Linked DNA regions of Rattus norvegicus: all the other regions are linked to region 1. A link is a contact called in public Hi-C data. All regions are on one chromosome and are shown on one strand. Each heading gives the region's core, a stretch centred on a gene start, on an enhancer-like site or on the middle of the called end of the contact. The rest is flanking DNA. Distances are from core to core; before and after follow the strand shown. Region 1 has its middle 130 kb from the start of Prox1. Region 2 has its middle 350 kb from the start of Rps6kc1. Region 3 has its middle 240 kb from the start of Rps6kc1.

Region 1 (2,700 bases), core at 102-2,601:
TCTGTTTGACATTTGATTCCAGAGAAGATTTCAGCCTTCTTTACACACACACACACACACACACACACACACCACAGAATAAACATAATCACAAAAACCTTTATTTACTGATCTAGATGATTTAGATGTTTTAAAAGTCAGAGTTCTGTTTTTTTTTTTTTTTTTTTTAGAAAAAGTGTTTTCTAACAGAATTAGCAAAACCAATTCATACGAGGAATGTTTATCGAAGCAACAAATTATATAAACAGCCAGAGCCACTGTAGACCACGGCTGCTGGCTACTAAGCCTACTGTGTCAGGAACCTCACTTGGCAGGAGAACAGTCTCCCCTTATCTGTAGTTTTGTTTTCTACAATTTTGGATACATGTGGTCAAAAGCAATCCGAAACCACTAAACAAAAAATTCCAGATGCATGTTCCAGATGATTCATGTTTTGAATTCAGCATTGCTCTGAGTCAGGAGATGAAGTCTCTTGTTCTTCTCTGTTGGCTGAGACGTGAAGCAGCCTCAGCCCAGCGTTTCCTCAGGGTATGTTCTACCCTCCTGTTAACAGCGCTTGGTAGCTTTGTCTTAGTACTTAGATGGACTGCCATGGTGCTATAGCGCCCCCTTCAGGCTACCATGGGCACAGGAGTAGGGCTGTTGGGAGTCCACACATGCTTAGATGAAGTTGTAGTGTGCTTCAAAAGCTGAGAATTTCTGACTTAGGAGGAGGAGGAAGGGGAGGAAGATGAGGGAGGAGGAGGGGGAAGAGGAAGACGAGGAAAAGGGGAAAGAGGAGGAGGAAGAGGAGGAGGGAGAGGAGGAAGACGGGGAAGATGAGGAGGGGAGGAGGAAGAGGAAGAGGAGGAGAAAGAAGAAACAGCCCCACATGTGTGGGTCCTAAGAGCTGCAATATGGGTGAATCTTCCAGAAGGAAAAATCATTGAAAAGGAAAAACAAATTAGAATAATTTTTCTAACACACTGTGAGCGACAAGCAGAGAGCCTTTGGAGAGCTTGGGATTTATCTCGAAGGAGGCTATATGCCTCTCAACCAGTGGCACTTAGTGTTTGAAAATTAAGCAATTTCTCTAAAGGATCCTTCTATAACTCTTAACCATGAATTCGCTTACGTAGTTTGTTTAATTTCATTTTGGGTTAACGTTCAAATTGCTGCTCTATCTTTGAGGTCACGTGGGCGGTATAGCTCAACCAATCAATATCGTGGGTGCTGAGCCAAACTGAACCAATGACGGCAGGCCTCGGGGGCCAAGAGTCGCTGAACACTAGTTCTCTTTTACAGTCAACGTTGTTTGCCCTGAGGCTCCAGAAGCACCTTCGGGTGTCAAGAACGCCAGCCAGCGCTGGTTTACGTAACCATCCTTGTTTTGTTTCCAGTTGGGAGGTGAGGTCAAAGGTTAGCTTTCATAGAGGCTCACTATCCAGACAAGGCCTGAAGCCTTTCCAGGGGCAGAGTCCGGGTGACGTTGGATGTTGACCTCTAGTGTCAATGGACAAGGGGCCAGTGATGAAATCTTTGCCTCAGGTTTTCTAGGCAAAAACGGGAACTTAGCTATGTAGAGCCATAACCAGACTTTGTTATTCAAGGAGACCTGTGAAACGAGAGGTCTGGATTCACCGCGGACTGACTGTTTCCTTGAGTCTAAAAGGAGGCAAAGTCGTACTGAGCACCTGGAACCCTCCTAAAACGTTCTCTGTGTGTATGGTTTATCTGTAGGCAATGTGTTTACATACGTGTGCATGTCTGGAGACCAGAGGATGATGTTGAGTCTTTCTCAGGTTCCATTTTGACACACGGCTTCTCACTGAAACTGCCTTAGCTGACCCGGCTGGCCGGTAAGCCTCAGGGATCCCTGTCTCCCTCTGTCCAGTGCTGGCATTGCAGGTACTCACCACTGTGCTCAGCTTTTTATCTGGGTGCTGGGGTTCTGAACTCAGGTCCTGGTGCTTGCATAGCAAACGCTCCACCCCCGACCTATCTCCCAGTCCACCAGACGGGAGTCTCAGGCAGTAAAAGGAGTCACAGACGCCAAGAGCTTAGAGCCGGACGCTGCCTATAGCTGCCCCAGGAGATGCTATTGTTTTTCTGTCCTTGAGACCAACTGCAGCCACTCAAGAGAAATGGCTGTGCGGTGGGCACCCTGTTAGGCATAATTTCATCCTCATAGAAACTCTCTGTGCTACTGATTTTTTTTTGTCCCCAGGCATAGATGAAGAAAGTGAGGCATGGGGACCATCTGCTCAAGGTTACACATTAATGGATAAGGGACGTGGAAATCTAACTCAGGGGTGGCTGGCACAAGCTATCGCTTCTTACTACAAGGTACCCCGAGCAAAGCAAACAAACAAACAAAAAACAAAAACAAAATAAAAAAACCCAAACAAACAGAACAAGAAGCATCCTCACCCTAGGTATGTTCCAGGCCTCCTGAGAAGGCTATCCGGGAGCTCTTTCAACAGCCAACACGACAGAGTCATGGCTGTGATGTTTTCAAGCGATGTTTTTTAAAAGGATTCTTTTGGAACGATAACTAGATCTCGGGAAGTTTATTTTACGTAAGATTCCAACTTTTTTTTTGTAAGCTTTTGTGCAGCTTATGGGTTGCTCTGTTTTGCCTTAGCGTTTAAAGACCTGGTCTTCCTTTAAGGGCACGCGGAGGCCCCTTCAAAATCAAACCGGTCAATGGCATTGATTGGC
Region 2 (2,700 bases), core at 14-2,513, 550 kb after region 1:
TTTAAATAGAAGTGGCTGGGGTGTAAGTACCACTAAGTACACCTGAAAGGGACAGTGCTTCCTAATCATTGTCTCAACAATTGACAGTTGTTTACACAACAGCAGTACATTCACTGCTGATTTGAATAATAAACACGCTTAAATACCAGCTGGATAATAGAAGGGTAATTGAAACGTACTTTAGGGCTCTGATTCGCAGGCATTGTAGTCCCTCTTCCCTTCCCCCGGTACAATGCCACCCTTCCGTGCAGGCTCTAAAAGAAAAAAAAATTAAGGCATTGTTTCAAACATGGGGGTCTATTGAAGTTGATGAATACACACCGGGTGCATAGCCCTGCTCAAGCCATGCCTGGGCATACTTGAGACTACTGCTGTACAGTGGGTTTTATCAAAGCACTAGAGATCTATAATAGAGCTGTTGGGGAGGCCCGCCCTGCATTGTATCCACTAGGGCAGTAGATGGGACCCAGCTACTTCCCTACCCAACCAGAACACATCAATAGGGGTCGTGGCTCGTGGATGGAAAACAAGAGAATGGGCCTGGGGCATCTCTGGAATCGTGAAAGTAATCCTCGCTGTCGCACATCCCCAGGTCCTCTGAACCCATCAAGCCACCTTAGCTCAGGCCAGCTTTACCTCCTATTTGGCCTAAGGTTATAAGAGGCCAAACGTGGGCATCGCTCCAGGGGCCTCTCTGTTTCAACCTCCCAACACATGACCCTTTCTAAGGAGCGTCAGTGCCAGGAAGACCAATCAAGTTAGCTGGGTAGAGGGTTCCCAGCAGGACTTACACGCCATCACAGTCCTCAGAGCTGAGCATCCGAGGAAGAGGTGGAACCTGGCTCTTACTCGGGGTTCTTATTCATAGGGCTAAATTGGCAGGGTTTCCTTCACCAGCCCCAGTGCTGACAGGTGCGTTGATCCATCCAGTTACCACTGTAGATCTCTTCTGGAGAACTCACACTGACCATTCACAGCACTCTGTCTGCAAAGACCACCCCAGGGAAGAAAACGACCTGTCAAAAAGTTGCTTAACGAGCATAAAGTAAAAGCCGGTGTGGCAGATGGATTGCCCCGTCTACTCCAGGGAAAGCACTGCCTAGAAGTAACCACCCAGCACCAGGCCAGAGCTCTGTCATCACTGGTTCTCAGAACCACCACCCCCCCCCCCAGGAATTAAATTATTACGCCACCTTCAATACTAGGGACTGATCAAAGCCACAGAGCTGCTGAGTCACCGCACCAAAAAATCGGTTGTCACACTAGTTACTAAGTATCCTGCACATTAGTTACTAAGTATCCTATGAACCCTCAAGGGTTACCAGGTGTCTCTCTTTGTCAGGGATGGTTACCAGATGTTTCTCTTTCCCTCTTCCTGTCTCCCTCTCACTCCCTTCTACCTCTCTCGCTCTTTGTCTCTCCCTCTCTCTCTTTCTCTCCTCTGTCTCTCCTTGTCTCCCCTCCCTCACTCCCATCCCTGCTCCATCTCTCCCGACCTGAGCTGGAATAAAGCACATGTTTTATTTTCTGGTCCCCTTTTTGGTGAATCACCCCCCACATACACACACACACACACACACACACACACACACACACACACACACCACACTGGACAGGGTGACAGGGCCATTTGTGCCTCCTGTTAGACCTGGCCAATCCTCCAGATAATGTTGAGTGAGTGACTGGGGAATAGCAGAATGAACCAAAACTGGTTGCCATTTAATGCCTTTCTGAGACCCAGCCTAGCTAACTGAGACACTCACTGCACCTCCCACCAACGGTGAGGAAACGAAATGCTTCTTCAGTGAGTGGGCGCATCCAGCGTAACGGCTGCTCAAATTCAGTTTCCCTTACAATGACAGCTTGAGACTCCAAAGACTCACGCCCGGCATCCTCCACATGTGAAATCCACTTCCTTCACCTCCCACTTATCCAGTCAAAGCCTCCGGTGGACTAGAGATCTAATTTTGGTCTTCAATGCCCTGCTGGACAAGATGGTGTCTGCCAGCCATGGTCCCTGGCCATAGGCACTGCTGCAGTGGTAATTCTCAGAGCCCTGTAGTTCCAGGAACTAAAGAATAGACCACATGAATGAGGACAAACGCCAACAGCCTAGGGGATGGCCTGACCTAAGGAGATAGCCTCCCCCTATGCTTACTCCAGTGAAACCAAAGGCAAAAGCTGCAGGAAAAGAGAAGCAGAGGTCACCAGAGGGTGAAGCATCTGGACAGGCTTCAGTGCACAGAAGTAGGAATTGGAAGGGGAAGACTAAACAGTGGCAAAAGATCAAGAGGTCAAGAGCAAGAGCTTTGGCACCAGCTCTGGGTTCTAATCTCCACCGAGCCTTTGACTCGGCGTTTCCTCAGACTGCTCTAGCCTTCGCTGTCAGTGTGCTGTCCTGCTGGCAGACAGGGTATGGCTGTTGACTGCGCATGACATGCCAGTCAGTGTTCTCCTCCTGTAGGTTGATGTCATTATGCAGGTGGAGGCAGACAAGATAAAACGAGGCCTGTCATTGGATGAGAAGGAAGGGAGGCAGGAACAGAAGTTTTAGAAGGGAGGGAGAAGAGAGAGGAGGTGGAGCGAGGAGGAAGGAGCTGGGAGAACATGGTGACAGATGCTAAGATTCTTCTCTGCGCATAGATACAGCTTGTTATGACTATTTTAAAGGGATGGGTATGTACAGGACTTTGAGCGGTC
Region 3 (2,700 bases), core at 135-2,634, 660 kb after region 1:
CCACAGATCGGTGCCCCAGATACCAAGTTAGAGTACTAAAGTCCAAATAAATGGAGTTTACCGATACTCGAGATCTGCCACATCGACCCCAAGCTTAGAGGAGTGACCTCCCCGTGCAGGCAAGGTCAACATCCAGCTCCGGGCTCTAGCTTCTCCGACTAGGTGAGAATCCTTTACCCTCCTTCCTCTGCTCCCTTTGACAAAGCCAGCTTCTTGCAGCTGCCTTGCCCTGCTAAAAGATTCCAGCAGCTTCCAAAACAAAGTCCGATGCAGCCACAGCTTGAGAAGTGCCCCGGCTCCCAGGCTCCTGGCCTTTGGGGCCACTTTTCACTTAGTACCATTCAAAACAAATAACGGCAAAACATCAGCCGGAGCCAGGCCAGACCAGAAGCAACTGGAACATCTCATAAAAGTGTAGTATTCTAGATAGAAAGTATGGGGAAATGCAGAGAAAAAGATGGTTTAAGACACTGTGACCTCCCCACAAACACAGACCACCCGAAATAATAGCACCGATGAATACCGGTCTCACAGACAGCAAGGGCACCCTCTATGGCAACCTTGGAGAAATAGAGCAAACACCCACCACACATAAAACAAAAACTTCAGCTCATTCCTCTCTCCCACCGGACAGGAGAGAGTCCTGCAGCCATGATCTCCCCAGCAAAGGAGAGGGGGCAGCAAAGGAGAGGAGGCTGGGCTGGAACCTTCATGTTAGACATAATAAAGGCATTGGAAACAGTTCACTACCTGTCCCTCTCATCAAGGACAGCTCTGATGATCCAGAGCTGAGAGCTCCTTCCTCTCTGGTTTACGGTGTGGGGTCCTGTCCTTGCTGTGTGTGTCCCTGTGTCATCCTTGGCCTGCAGACCATGTCTCCTACTGCAGCACTCTGGGGGTCACCAATGATGGCTTATCCCAAGGTCAGCCATTCGCAGAAAAACTGTGGACGGGATGTATTGAAAAATAAACAGACGGAAAATTAAATAGAAAACATAATGTGTAATCAAAATGGATTACTACTCAGTCACTCAAAATACACTGGTCCTTCCAAAAACGAAAGCAAAGAACTCAGGGATGGAACAAGAGCTCATAGTGTTAAATCAAAGAAGCCAAGAACAGAAGGAAAAGGAGAGAGAGAGAGAGAGAGAGAGAGAGAGAGAGAGAGAGAGAGAGAGAGAGAGGAAAAGAGAGTGGAACACTGCTCCCATCTCCACACATGATGTGAACACTACATGATGTGATCACTTTGTGATCTTTGCTTTACTTGCTCCTCAAAACCTCCGCAATCTGGGATTCTTTGGGGCTTGTATTCTCTCTCCAGGAAGCTCTCAAAAACTTTAATTCTCCAGAAGCCCAAGGCCTTTCGCTCAGGAATCAGAACTGTCACACCCCCTAGTGGTGACCTGAAGAATCCCCTCAGTTACACTACTCACCCCACCCACAGGGACTAGTTCTCCAAGTGTGCCACACACACAATCCTGGTGCTTCTGGAAAAACAGCCCAGGAGAAAGGGACTTTACCCTTCAGGCAAGCCTGAAGACAATGCGTGGATCGGCTTTTTCTGGGGGAGTCTGGTAAGTGTCAGCCTGCTCGGCACTGTGATTCTGTGGCTTCCGTTCTGTATTCCTCTGATAGAACTTCGGGGAATTAACCAGATAACTGCCCCTTGGTGGATATAAAACATCACAGTACTTCCAAAAGTGTGTGTGCGTGCGTGTGTGCATGCGCGAGTGTGTGCGTGTATGTGTGCCTATGTGTACATGTGTACAGGTGCCCACAGAGGCCTGAATTGAGGATCTAACCTTCTGGAGCAGGAGTAACATACAGTTATGAGTCATGTGAAACGAGTGCTGTGAACCGTGACCTCTGGTAGGGCAGTGTGACTGCTTTGAACCAGAATGATATCCCCCACAGGCTCAAATATGTGAATGTGTGGGTCCCGCCTCGCCCCCACATTGGAGGAACTGTTTGGGAAGGATTAGGAGGTGTGGCCTTGTAGGAGATGTGTCACTGGGGGTGAGCTCTGAGGTTTCAAAAACTCCTACCATTCCCAGTTCGCTCTGTGCCTCCTGGTTTGAGATGTAAGCTCTTGGCTACTGCTCTTCCCTCATAACAGCCTGCCTGCTGCCATGTTGGTCACAGGTTCACCCTCTAAAACTGTAAGCCCCAAATAGGCTTTCTTCTGTAAGTAGCTATGGTCACGTTTCTAAGGCAGGCAGCAGGCACTCTTAACCGCTGAGCCATGTCTCCATCTCCCAGTATTTCCATTTTCAGACAGAGAGATTGATGTTCAGAGTGCTCAATAATATCCCATCATCAGATGAGACAGGGTGATTTCCATGAGTCCCAGGACACACTCTCCCAGTCGCCTCTTCTAAAGTTAAATTAAATTAAAACGTCAAATAACTTGCTTAGATGACCCAGAAGTCTGAGATATTAATAATGACAAAATCAAATTCTCCCAATTCTTCTTGATCCCTGTGTCACTGGCTACAGGAAGCAAAACAGCAGGATGCTTCTGGCTGAGAGAGAATAGGAGTGAGAGCCAGAGCCAGAGTGAAAGAGGGAGAGAGGGAGGGGAGGGGCAGGGGAGAGGAAGGGAAGTGGGAGGGGAAACGGAGGGGGAGGGAAGGGGAGAGAGAGGGGGAGAGAGAGAGAGAGAGAGAGAGAGAGAGAGAGAGAGAGAGAGAGAGAGTC

What was found. A called contact is a pair of places that touch in the nucleus more often than the background predicts.
Region 2: a contact with region 1 is called in a Hi-C map of liver, with 9 times the contacts expected there. The contact joins two enhancer-like sites. A contact is called at or near these places in 4 of 12 Hi-C or Micro-C datasets (hepatocytes, kidney, liver and 1 more).
Region 3: a contact with region 1 is called in a Hi-C map of liver, with 19 times the contacts expected there. The contact joins two enhancer-like sites. A contact is called at or near these places in 5 of 12 Hi-C or Micro-C datasets (frontal cortex, hepatocytes, kidney and 1 more).

Annotation. Positions count from the first base shown.
Region 1 is chr13:104,123,105-104,125,804 of GRCr8, forward strand. No RefSeq gene overlaps it. Among named protein-coding and RNA genes, the nearest start is that of Prox1, 130 kb to the right of the region's middle. Within about 2 kb of position 1,352, at least 3 of the 93 cell types and tissues checked have an H3K27ac peak or open chromatin away from gene starts, as enhancers often do. A contact at or near this core is called in hepatocytes and liver, where this site is marked.
Region 2 is chr13:104,672,113-104,674,812 of GRCr8, forward strand. No RefSeq gene overlaps it. Among named protein-coding and RNA genes, the nearest start is that of Rps6kc1, 350 kb to the right of the region's middle. Within about 2 kb of position 1,264, at least 6 of the 93 cell types and tissues checked have an H3K27ac peak or open chromatin away from gene starts, as enhancers often do. A contact at or near this core is called in hepatocytes and liver, where this site is marked.
Region 3 is chr13:104,782,852-104,785,551 of GRCr8, forward strand. No RefSeq gene overlaps it. Among named protein-coding and RNA genes, the nearest start is that of Rps6kc1, 240 kb to the right of the region's middle. Within about 2 kb of position 1,385, at least 2 of the 93 cell types and tissues checked have an H3K27ac peak or open chromatin away from gene starts, as enhancers often do. A contact at or near this core is called in liver, where this site is marked.